Linked DNA regions of Mus musculus: region 1 is linked to region 2. A link is a contact called in public promoter capture Hi-C data. All regions are on one chromosome and are shown on one strand. The core of a region is the stretch at or near the end of the contact, and the rest is flanking DNA. Distances in the headings are between cores, read along the strand shown. Region 1 overlaps Chtf8 (CTF8, chromosome transmission fidelity factor 8). Region 2 overlaps Cdh3 (cadherin 3).

What was found. Promoter capture Hi-C pulls out the DNA fragments that hold promoters and counts their contacts.
Region 1: a contact with region 2 is called in a promoter capture Hi-C map of trophoblast stem cells, with 4 times the contacts expected there. The contact joins two enhancer-like sites. A contact is called at or near these places in 18 of 39 promoter capture datasets (the 3T3-L1 cell line, the C10 cell line, the HPC-7 cell line and 7 more), 1 of 15 datasets of contacts at CTCF or cohesin (embryonic stem cells), 18 of 484 Hi-C or Micro-C datasets (CD4 T cells, CD8 T cells, the HL-1 cell line and 8 more), 4 of 115 datasets of contacts at active chromatin or transcription factors (the 230-238 cell line, acute myeloid leukemia, embryonic stem cells and 1 more) and 1 of 9 other capture datasets (embryonic stem cells).

The regions. Positions count from the first base shown.
Region 1 is chr8:106,887,525-106,892,397 of GRCm38.p6, reverse strand. All of the region lies in intron 1 of Chtf8 (CTF8, chromosome transmission fidelity factor 8), which reads left to right. The region is part of intron 1 of Derpc (DERPC proline and glycine rich nuclear protein); the gene reads left to right. Among named protein-coding and RNA genes, the nearest start is that of Chtf8, 3.6 kb to the left of the region's middle. RefSeq lists cis regulatory regions at 98-105, 117-123 and an enhancer at 88-134. Within about 2 kb of position 3,362, at least 20 of the 459 cell types and tissues checked have an H3K27ac peak or open chromatin away from gene starts, as enhancers often do. A contact at or near this core is called in trophoblast stem cells, where this site is marked.
Region 2 is chr8:106,536,243-106,541,268 of GRCm38.p6, reverse strand. Cdh3 (cadherin 3) reads right to left here. Exons shown (of 16, transcript NM_001037809.5): 4 at 4,583-4,708; 5 at 4,298-4,453; 6 at 4,051-4,195; 7 at 2,100-2,275; 8 at 1,346-1,474. Among named protein-coding and RNA genes, the nearest start is that of Cdh3, 28 kb to the right of the region's middle. Within about 2 kb of position 1,993, at least 9 of the 459 cell types and tissues checked have an H3K27ac peak or open chromatin away from gene starts, as enhancers often do. A contact at or near this core is called in trophoblast stem cells, where this site is marked.

The DNA.
Region 1 (4,873 bases), core at 2,113-4,612, 350 kb before region 2:
ATGGAGAAAACCGGAGTAACTCAAATCAACCGAAGCCATCTTTTCTACCCATTGTCTACAAATAACAGTAATTGATTCCCTCCAGTGGAGGAATCCTGCCACGTGATGGGAACGTACCACGTGGATGCATAGTCTCTAAACACGTTTTGAAAACATTCTTCACTAATGAAAAGTTCGGAAGCATTCAGTTCTACCTTCCCTCCACAGCCCCTTTTTGGAGGGGAGCAAGTGTCTCATTTAAAGTAGTTTAGACTTAGTAACAACTCTATTAAGAGACAAGTTCTCCTTAGAAAACTGGGTCAAACATCCCCTTCAGTCACACAACCACCATGACACTGGTAATAAAAATGATTTGTATTCAGTCATATATAAAACTCACAAGGTTGGTTGTTTGCTAGAAAGGCACATAGAGAAATAGTTGTCATATTTAGAGAAATGACTTTCCAGAGTTTAAGCCCTGAAGCATCTCAGTAAACCCTGCCTAAAGCCTTTGAATTGTTCTCCAGTTGTATAAAGTTGACTTTGATGACCTACTGTTTTTATAGCCTATTTTGTCCATTGTAAACATTCACAGTAGTTACCAATTTGGTGGTAGTGATGTTCTACTTGACATATTCTAGGAAACAGCTAACTTTTTTTACTATGAAATGGTTAAGCCACTTTATCCTAATTTTTTAAAGAAAAATTTTAAAGTATAGTTTTGAAGAATTAGAACATATTCCCTTTAAAACAGACAAAATTCAAAAATACAGGTAGAGATAGTGTCTATCTTGTTCACTGGTTTAATCTTTAGCAGACCACACAAAGTGTTTAGATACATTGTAATGGATTTTTTTTCCTTTGAGACCAGGTTTCTCTGTATATCCCTGGCAGTCCTGGAATTCAGTCTGTAGACCAGGCTAATAAAATGGACATTTATAAAACATGATTTAGTCATAGAAGATTTTGTGTCATTAGATTTAAATCATTGAATCACAGTCCTTTGTTTTTCTGTTTGTATGGTTGGGTACATACCATACTTACACCACATTTTATTTTGGGAAGTTACCATTATGAGGGTCACTGATCAGGCTGTTCTCTAAGACATTAGTAATCCTTTAATATGTAATGATTTAGAGAGCAGAGGATGAGAATTGGGTTTGGTCAGAGATTAAAGTGAACCCACGGCAAAAAAGTCCTCAGTCTTCATGACTTCTTTTTTTCCTTGATGAGGGGTAGAGAGAGGGTTTAGGGTATAATTTTGAATCTTGAAGGTGGCATTGAATTTGACTTTTAAAGCCTAAACATGGATAAGGTAATAGTTTATCAGCTACTTTGATGTATCAGCTTGGATTTTAGCTGCTTTCATTGCAAGGGACAAGGCTTCTTTCAGATTTGCAGGAGAATGAGGGCAATTGCAAGGTAGATGGATCTCAGAAGTTGTGTATGAGGAGGGCTGGTGTGCAGACCACACAGTGGAATGGCTAAAGTCACATCCTGCTTTACTGGTTATTAATTAGCTATGCGACCAATTGCTTAGCCTTCAGCTTTTCTAAGCCTTGTTACCTGAAAGGGAGTTTGATAACCATGCCTAACTTGAGCTGGTTGTCAGGATGGGATGAGATAATCCAGTAAGCAGTCCAAAGAGTATGGAGATGAAATCTTTTGGTATTGGTAACACTGTGCTGCTTTCTAATCAAGGCAAATCTTAGTCCTAGAAACTGGTCGATTCTTAGTGTTAGCATGAAGTGAGACTGAAGACTCAGAAATTGATGCCACACAGAATTTTCATTGTAACATTTTTGTTATTTGTTACTATTACCAGAATTTGGCTTCTTAAACAGCATTGGAAATTCACACAAGTGCTTCAGATATTGGAATCTTTGCATTGATTTAGCAGATGAATAGCCCGAAAACTGAGAAATCTTGACATTTGATACTAGCAGCCTAATATTATGTTTAAATTTTTTTTCTACTTGGAAACATGTTCTCAGATTGTAGGTGTTCTGCTTGTACGAGGCTTCACCTCTTTTTAAGTTTCCCTCACACCCACCTTTGTTGTTGGAGACAGGGTCTTCCTGAGTTGTCCTGCCTCAGCCTGAAGGGCAGGGATTACAGATGCATAGCACCACACCTGGCTTTTGAGACCCTTTGAATAAAATGTATGCTAATTGGGACACGTGGTCATACTCCTGTTACCTCTGTCGGTTGTGCTCTCAAATCAATATGTAAGCTAGCCCCATGGACAGTTTTCTGGTGACCTCAAGGAGCAAGAACAGGAGTAATAGATGCTACAGGAAATCTCAAGCCCTGAGATACACACACACACACACACACACACACACACACACACACACACACAGAGAGATCACATAGGTATAATCATATGGATATACAGGTGTCTCTAAGCTAGACTGACACATTTCCTTTTATATCCGTGTAAGTCACCTAATTTGATTTAGCATAAAACATTTTACAGGGTTGATGGGGTACAGCAACAGAATGGCCAGGCTGTAAGCCACACAGTTACTGTTTCCAAGGCATTGCTAGGTGTTTGCCAGGATCAATAGAAATAACTCAGGCAAGGCTTCCTGCAGCTGTATATAAAGATGTATGTTTTCAGTTGAACCTGCATGGGTAGGTTTGCAAGTGCTACCCCAAATCAGAGGTCAGGTGTCTGCTTTTCTTAGTTCATTGTGAATTCTTATTCTGATAGTCTGTCCAGGAAGCAGAGAATTCACTGAGAAAATTTGGCAGCCATACTGTCTATTTCCTGTGGATAAAAAGCACAGGAAAATTGAAATTTTCAGGAAGCGTATTTTGGTATGTGTGTGTAGCATATGTGCATGTGTAGAGGTCAGTAAGTATCAGTCTTGTCTTCTGCCTGAGACACAAAGTCTTGGTTCCACTGCAACCCTTCAGGCTTTGGAGTTTTCCTTTGCCTCCTGTCTCAGAAAGCCACTGCGGTTGCAGATGCTAGTGCTGTATGTTTAGTGTCTTCATGGGCACTGGAGAGTGGAGCTCAGGTGTTCATACTCGCATGTCTGAGCCATCTTCCTGGATCCAGGACGTAGAGTATTATCTTCTTCCCCATGTTTAGAATATGATGTTCACAGATGTGAATTCTTTATTGCTTTTTTTAGGCCACTTTTTTTTTGCAGCTTACACATCATACACAGTATCAGTCAACAAAAGCTTATTTGAAAGAACTTGGTCTGTGCAGCCTTGGCCTTTTACAATCTTTATGAATTATAATCAAAGTTAGACTGTCAAATGCTGAATTGCTTACTTCCCAATCTAAAATATTAGCTATTCTCAATAGGAGTCTAAAGTCTTGCATGAGTTATATTTAGTCATCACACTAGTGAGTCATCATCTAGGTGTCAGCGACCTAGTCATTTAGTGACCTGAGCGTGATCATACAGTAGCTTTCCACCTTACAAGCTGGAACCGGAACTCAGCCTTTTGAATTTGGATTGATTCACTTTGGAGATGCTCTGGCAGCAGGACTCAGTGCTTTTGATCCAGTGTATGAGATTAAAACAGAGGGATTGGAAATTCAAAGATGGACCTGGTCTCAAAAGTTAAGTTCTGCAAAGGGTCTTATAAGCACAAAGATCTTTGCCTTTTCTCGGTAGGGCCACAGCCTCTTTGGGTACAGAGACTCACTAGCTCACAGATCTAGTGTTGGTGCCCTTGTGCTGATGTGAACAGCACTTACACATGTTCCTGGCTGCACGCTCTCCTGATTCCTCTTCATTCTTGCTGATACCTGGTTCTGTCCTTTAGGAAGGGAAAATTAAGTAGTGACTTTTAAGTAACTAGATGGGCTAGTTTCTTGTCTTTGCTCTCTATACTCTAGTTGAGTGTGTACCACATATGAATACATGATTTTTATTTGTATATGACCCAGTAGCCTCAAATGCAAAATAGGAATAAATGGTTATCATTAGAGTTGCTGTGTTGGTTGAGATACCATGTACACATGTGCATAGCATGTAGTCCATAGTAAACATTTAAAATATGTTAACTGCTGACCCAGTGTGTTTGGTGCTCTGGAAAGAGGTTCTGTCATGATATAAGCCTACTGGAGGTCCAAAGCGACAAGAACCAGTAAAGAAACCCCTCAAATGGCAGCTGCCCCTTGTCGACCTAGCTCTCTAGAAGCTGAGGTTAAGAATATGCTATACCAAGCCCCAGGCCAGAAAAAAAATCCTGATTAATATTTTTTCTGCGTTTTGAGTACAATTATAAAATCTGTTGGCTTTTTGTACCATGACTGGTAACACTATATATTGTCTCATTCAAGAGACAACCAAACACTGTAGCTTTGATTCCCCAATTCAATCTCTGTTAATGGCAGGTACAAGGGAAAATGAAGCCAGCTAGCAGCAGGCTTTTAGGGTGCTCCAAATTGCCACCTGGTGGCGCTGTTGTATAATGTGAAGATACAGGAACTCCCTCCCTCAGCTAAGTGAAAGGTAGTCTGTAGCTGAGTTACATTAGAAATCAGCTTACTACTAGGCACGTGGCACAATCCTTTAAACACACAACTGGGGAGGCAGATGGATCTCTATGAGTCAAGGTTAGTCTGGTCTACACAGTTTCAGGATCACCAGAGTTACATAGTGAAAGAAACCCTGTCTCAAAAAAAAAAAAAAAAATTGCCTTACCATTTGTTGTAATACACCTGAGTGGATCACCAGTCCAATGATTGTCATTAACAACTGTAATCTATATGTTCAGAAACAGCAAGAAAGCCTAACCCTTTTGACATTGCTAGAGCAATAGAGTAACATGTTTAAAAGCACTTAGAATTCTAAGTTCCTGCCACACATTGGGCTGGAAGTGTAAAACTCAGTTGGCAGAATGCTGACCTAGCATTTGTGAGACT
Region 2 (5,026 bases), core at 744-3,243:
CAGAGCGAGGAGCTGTCCCTCCGGGCAGGCAGCTGGGAAGCTTCTGTCACTGCTGGGAAGCCCCGTGGCCTGCTCACATGTCTGGACTTTTGACCTGTAAAGATTTCCAGGACACTCGCAGGCACAGAAAGACAATCCCAACCATCAGCACAGCTCTGGGGACAAGGTCACAGATTCTGGACCAACTTTCCTTCTCCAGGGGTCCTGAAGCTTGGGACTCTCCCCAGTCTGGGTACACAAACCCAGCTGTGCATAGCCACCCAGTTGGCAGAGAGCAGAGGCTCCAAGAAGAAGATGACAAGGACAGGTGCCTCACTGTGCTGCAGGCACTGGCTAGGAAGTTTGGGGGCAGGTAACAGATGGGGGAATAGTTTTTTGGTTCTTTTTTAATAGGTTTTTTGTTTGTTTGTCTGTTTTTTTTTAAAAGATAGTCTCATGTAGCCCAGGTTGGACCTGAATTTGACATGGAGTGGAAGAGGACCCTGAATTCCTGATGCTCCTGTCATTATTCCCCCCGCCCCCAACATTGTAATTACAGCATGCGAGAGGACGCCTTCAGGTAATTACAGTTCCTCAGAAGCTGTCCACCGCATTTCCTGACACAAGCCAGGGAGCCCCAGGAACCCCACTTCCACCTCCCCAACAATGGAGATGAGTGGGGGCCACCACAGGTGGCTTTTTACCCAGGTACCAGGCTTGCATAGTCAACACTTCACAATCAGGGCAGTGTCCCTAGGGCTAATTTTTAAGGAGGCCTAGGTAACAGTCCAAAGCTAGGTCTGCAAACACATGCAGGGGTGCCGGGTCACCTTAACTGATTTGAAACTTTTTTTTCTTTTTAATTATTATACTGCATGTACAAATGGGGCAGGGGGTAGGGGTGGGTGTGGGTGCCGTGGTAAATTTGTAAAAGTCCAAGGGCAAGGTCAGCTCTCTCCTTCTGCCAAGTGAGCCCTGGGGCTCAAACTCAGGCCATCTGGGTTCTTGCCCCTCTCCAGTCCTGGCATTGAGCTTCCTGTCCCAGGAGCTATGTAAGTACTTATGGGCAGGACAGATATGAGGTAAATATGTTTCCACACCAAGCCCCGTATCACCTGAAGACTGGAAAGAACTGTCCACAGATCATTTCTCCAAAATGTCCCAACAGTGGATCCAGTATTTATCATTATCTCCATTTCAGAGATTAAGAAACTGGGCACAGAGAGGCTAGGCAGTTTACTTAAGGCTACACAGTCAGCAAGCGACAGGTCTGGGACTCGGTTGGTGGTAGCATGGGTCGGTTTCTGAGAAGCAGCCAACCTCAGTCCTTCATGTGATGTCGCACGCAGGAAAGAAGGGGCGTTACCTTCTGCGGCTCAAACTCCGGAGCGTTATCGTTGGCATCAAGGATTTGCACAACGGCCTCTGCCGTCGTGGTAGAGCCCTCTCCATCCATGTCTGTGGCCTGGACGGTCAGTCTGTACTCAGGGACTTTCTAGGGGAGAAAGGAGCAAAGAGCTCACAGTTAGTCCGATGCGAGAGGCCGGCCACCTGGGTAACGAGAAACTGCCTTGGGGTACAGAGGTGGGAGCAGCAGCCCCTCCCCACTTTCGCTGTTTCTCAATTCCCTGGCTCACCCCTTACCCACTTCCAGGGAAGGTACAATTATATATGACTGGGGGAGGGAGGGGCAGTAGATAGCCCAATAGCTCTCCTGGGCTATCCTGGGGAAACCCAGGCACTACTCAACCTTCAGCTGCTCCACACAGGAACTTGATATTAATTAGGAAACAGAAGGTAATTCCAATATCCACGGAGCTAGTTCTACTTTGTGGCCCACAGGGGACAAATCCAGGCGACATGCAAACTAAATGAGCCGTTCGGACAGGAAATGAGAAAAGCTCAAAAGCCCACATTTTACAGCTGCCTCCTCACCCCCAGGGGATCTAGCCAGCAGGCCACTAGCCCAAAGGATGTGGAATAGCAGAGGTAAACGCAGCAGCAGCCAAGCCAATCCAGGTGATCCTGGTCTCCACTGCCCTGCCTTGACCTTGGGGCAGGCACAGGTTTCCACTCTGAGTCAGGCCTCTGAGGGTAGTACCTTCCCGAAGGCTACTCACCTCTCGGTCCAGGCCACTGGATATGACGCTAATGGTTCCCGTGCTTTTATGGATGGTGAACATGAGGTCGTGTGGCTCCTTCGGCTCTTGGCTATGGATGGAGTAAGCCACCACCCCATTGTAAGTGTTGACAGCATCGTCCTCATCTGTGGCTGTCACCTGCATCACAGAAGTGCCTGCCGGGGTTGGGGGGTTGGGGGGGGGGAGGGAACACTGAGCACCTTTCCCTCTCAGCCCAGAGGCAGCCTTGCCGGCTCTGGATCCCTGTGAATTTCTGCCCGGCACCCCTGCTGGGTGGCAGCCTGTTTCCTGGAACTTGCCATCCTGTCTTTTTTTGCAGGGAACTGGATGCTCAGGTTAGGCCGCTCACAGACCCTGGGGACAAACACTATCTCCCATTCTTCCAGCAGTGGGGTGACCATGGCAATGACTTCTGATAATGGGATACATACATGTTTGGAGGAAGTTAATTTAAAAAAAAAAGAATGTACTTGTAGCTGGTGACTCAAGCCTGTAATCCCAATTTCGGGAGGCTGAAGCAGGAGGGCTGTGTGTAAGCTCAAGCCTGGCCTTGATTATGGAGTAGGGAGAGTCTGTCTTAAACAAATAGTAACGAAGTTGTTGTTCACACGCGCTCGTGCGCGCACACACACAGACTAAATGTAATGGCTCTAGCAGCCACGAGAGCTAACTGTGGAAACAGAGGCCAAAACAGAATAACAAGACAGGAATCCCTTGCCCTTTAACTGAAGCCCCACTGGCACCTGGATCAACTGCTTCTAAGCTTTCTGAGTATAACCAAAGGAAAAAACCAAGTTTTCATCTTGTTTGGACTGTTTAAGCTAGCCTGGTCTACATAGTAAGTTCCAGACCAACCAAGGCTACACAGCTACATAGTTACACTATGTTTCAAATGAACAAACTCACCACACAACAAAATAGAAGACTTAAAAGCTGGGCAGGTGGTGCACACTTGTCTTCTCAGCCACGGGAGGTGGGGGGCATGTGATTTTCTGTGAGTTCAAGGCTAGCCTGATCTACATGGTGTGTTCCAGACTAGCCAGAGCTATACAGTAAGACCAACAGTGTTGGTGCAGGCTTGGACTCAGGAGGTTAAGGCAGGAGGATCACAACTTTGAGGCTAGCCTGGGCTATAGGGGGAGATCTTGTCACCAAAAAAAATCAAAAAAATAAAAATCAATGTTTTAGTAGTGGGAATTTCTGTTATTGGCAATCTCTGGTCAACTCATTTCTGAAAAGCCAAGTGGTGGGCAGTCCAGAGCACTCCAAACAGGAAGAGAGCCCCTTCTGTCTCCCGGAACCTGCTGCCGAGCAGAATCTATTCCCCTCTCGTCATCTCTGCCCTAGGGATGGCAACCTACTTCGGTTTCTGCAAATCACACTCTAATCACCCCAAGTTCCTGGCTGCAGAACTTCCGGCTGGGTGCTCCACAGTATGCAGTACACACACGATGCATGGGCAAGCTTGTGCTCTCTCTCTGTCTCTCTGTCTGTCTCTGACTCTGTCTCTCTTTCTTTGCTGGTGCCCAGGGCCTGTCATACACGCAGCATGTGTTCTACCCCTGAGCCACACCGTCAGTGGCATGTGCTATTTCTAATCCCTGTAGTATTTTAAGGTTGATACTCCTCCCATTTAGATTGAAGCCCAGAGGTCATGCCTATGGTCACAGGCAGTAAAGAGACAAAGTTCAGACTCAAGCCTGAGTTTCTGCAGCTCCTAAGGCTGGCTGAGCTCAGAGCAGAAGGTTTCAAATGTAAATGCCAGAACCTGCTGCAGGGAAGGCTTGACCAGGACTCATGGGGCACACAGGGAATAGGATGAGCAGATCGGCCACACAGCCATGAAGGTCTGGGCTGATTTACAGAAGCTGACCCCAACTCCATCTGGACTCACCCCTGGTCCAGAATAGCCCCTCCCCACCCTTCTTACCAGGCATTACTCCCTCCAGAACACTCCCTCTGAAGGTGTCTTGAGTGAACTTGGGCTTGTTGTCATTCTGGTCTGTCACAATGATGGATATGTTCATGGGCTCCTCTACAGAGGCACCATTCTCAGATACAGCGTGGCCATAAAGCTGTGGGCACAGAGGTCCGGGGTCAGCTAGTGTCCCCACCTCCCCAGACCTTGTGCCTGCCTCAGAAAAATGTGTCTACACTGGGAGCTAAAGGCTATTTACCTCGTACTTGACAATCTTCTCCCTGTCCAGTGGCATATGCAACAACAGCCAGCCCGACTCCTTCTCTATGGTGAAGACTCCTTCGGGGGGACTGTCTGCGCCAGGCCCTGTGATGCTGTAGAAAATCTTGGTGCCTCTGTCCTTATTAGATTTGAGCTGGAAACAGAGGGAAAATGACAGTTGACAGAGGGACAGGTGCCTCATCCAGTGCACCCAGCAGCAAGAAGCCTTCCTCTTAGGCCTTCGGACGATAAATCCTGCAGACCCATAAGTGCCTGGTCATACCTGATTCAGCCTCTGAGGGAAGGGACCCTTGCCATTCTCGGGGACGAATATTGGTGGCATCACCCACTCTCTCTTTCGTCTCCTTAAGATGCGGGTGGGTGGGGAGTGCATCGCATCCTTCCCTCCCTGCAAGCAAGGGTAGGAAGAATAAATTAGCTTTTCCCTGGAAGTAGAGAGGAGTCAGGTGTGGCAACACACACCCATACTACCAGTTCTCAGAAGGACCCAGAATTCAAGGTCCTCCTCCACTATGTAGCAATTTGAGGCCAGCCTAAACCACATGAGACCTCTCCTTAATCAAAAGAAAATGAAACAATTGTTTATTTAATTTTGTTTGTTTTCAAAACAGGGTTTCTCGTGTAACAGTTCTGGCTGTCCTGGACCATACTTTGTTTTTGTAGACCATATTGGTCTCGAACTCAGAGATCCACCTGCCTCTGCCTC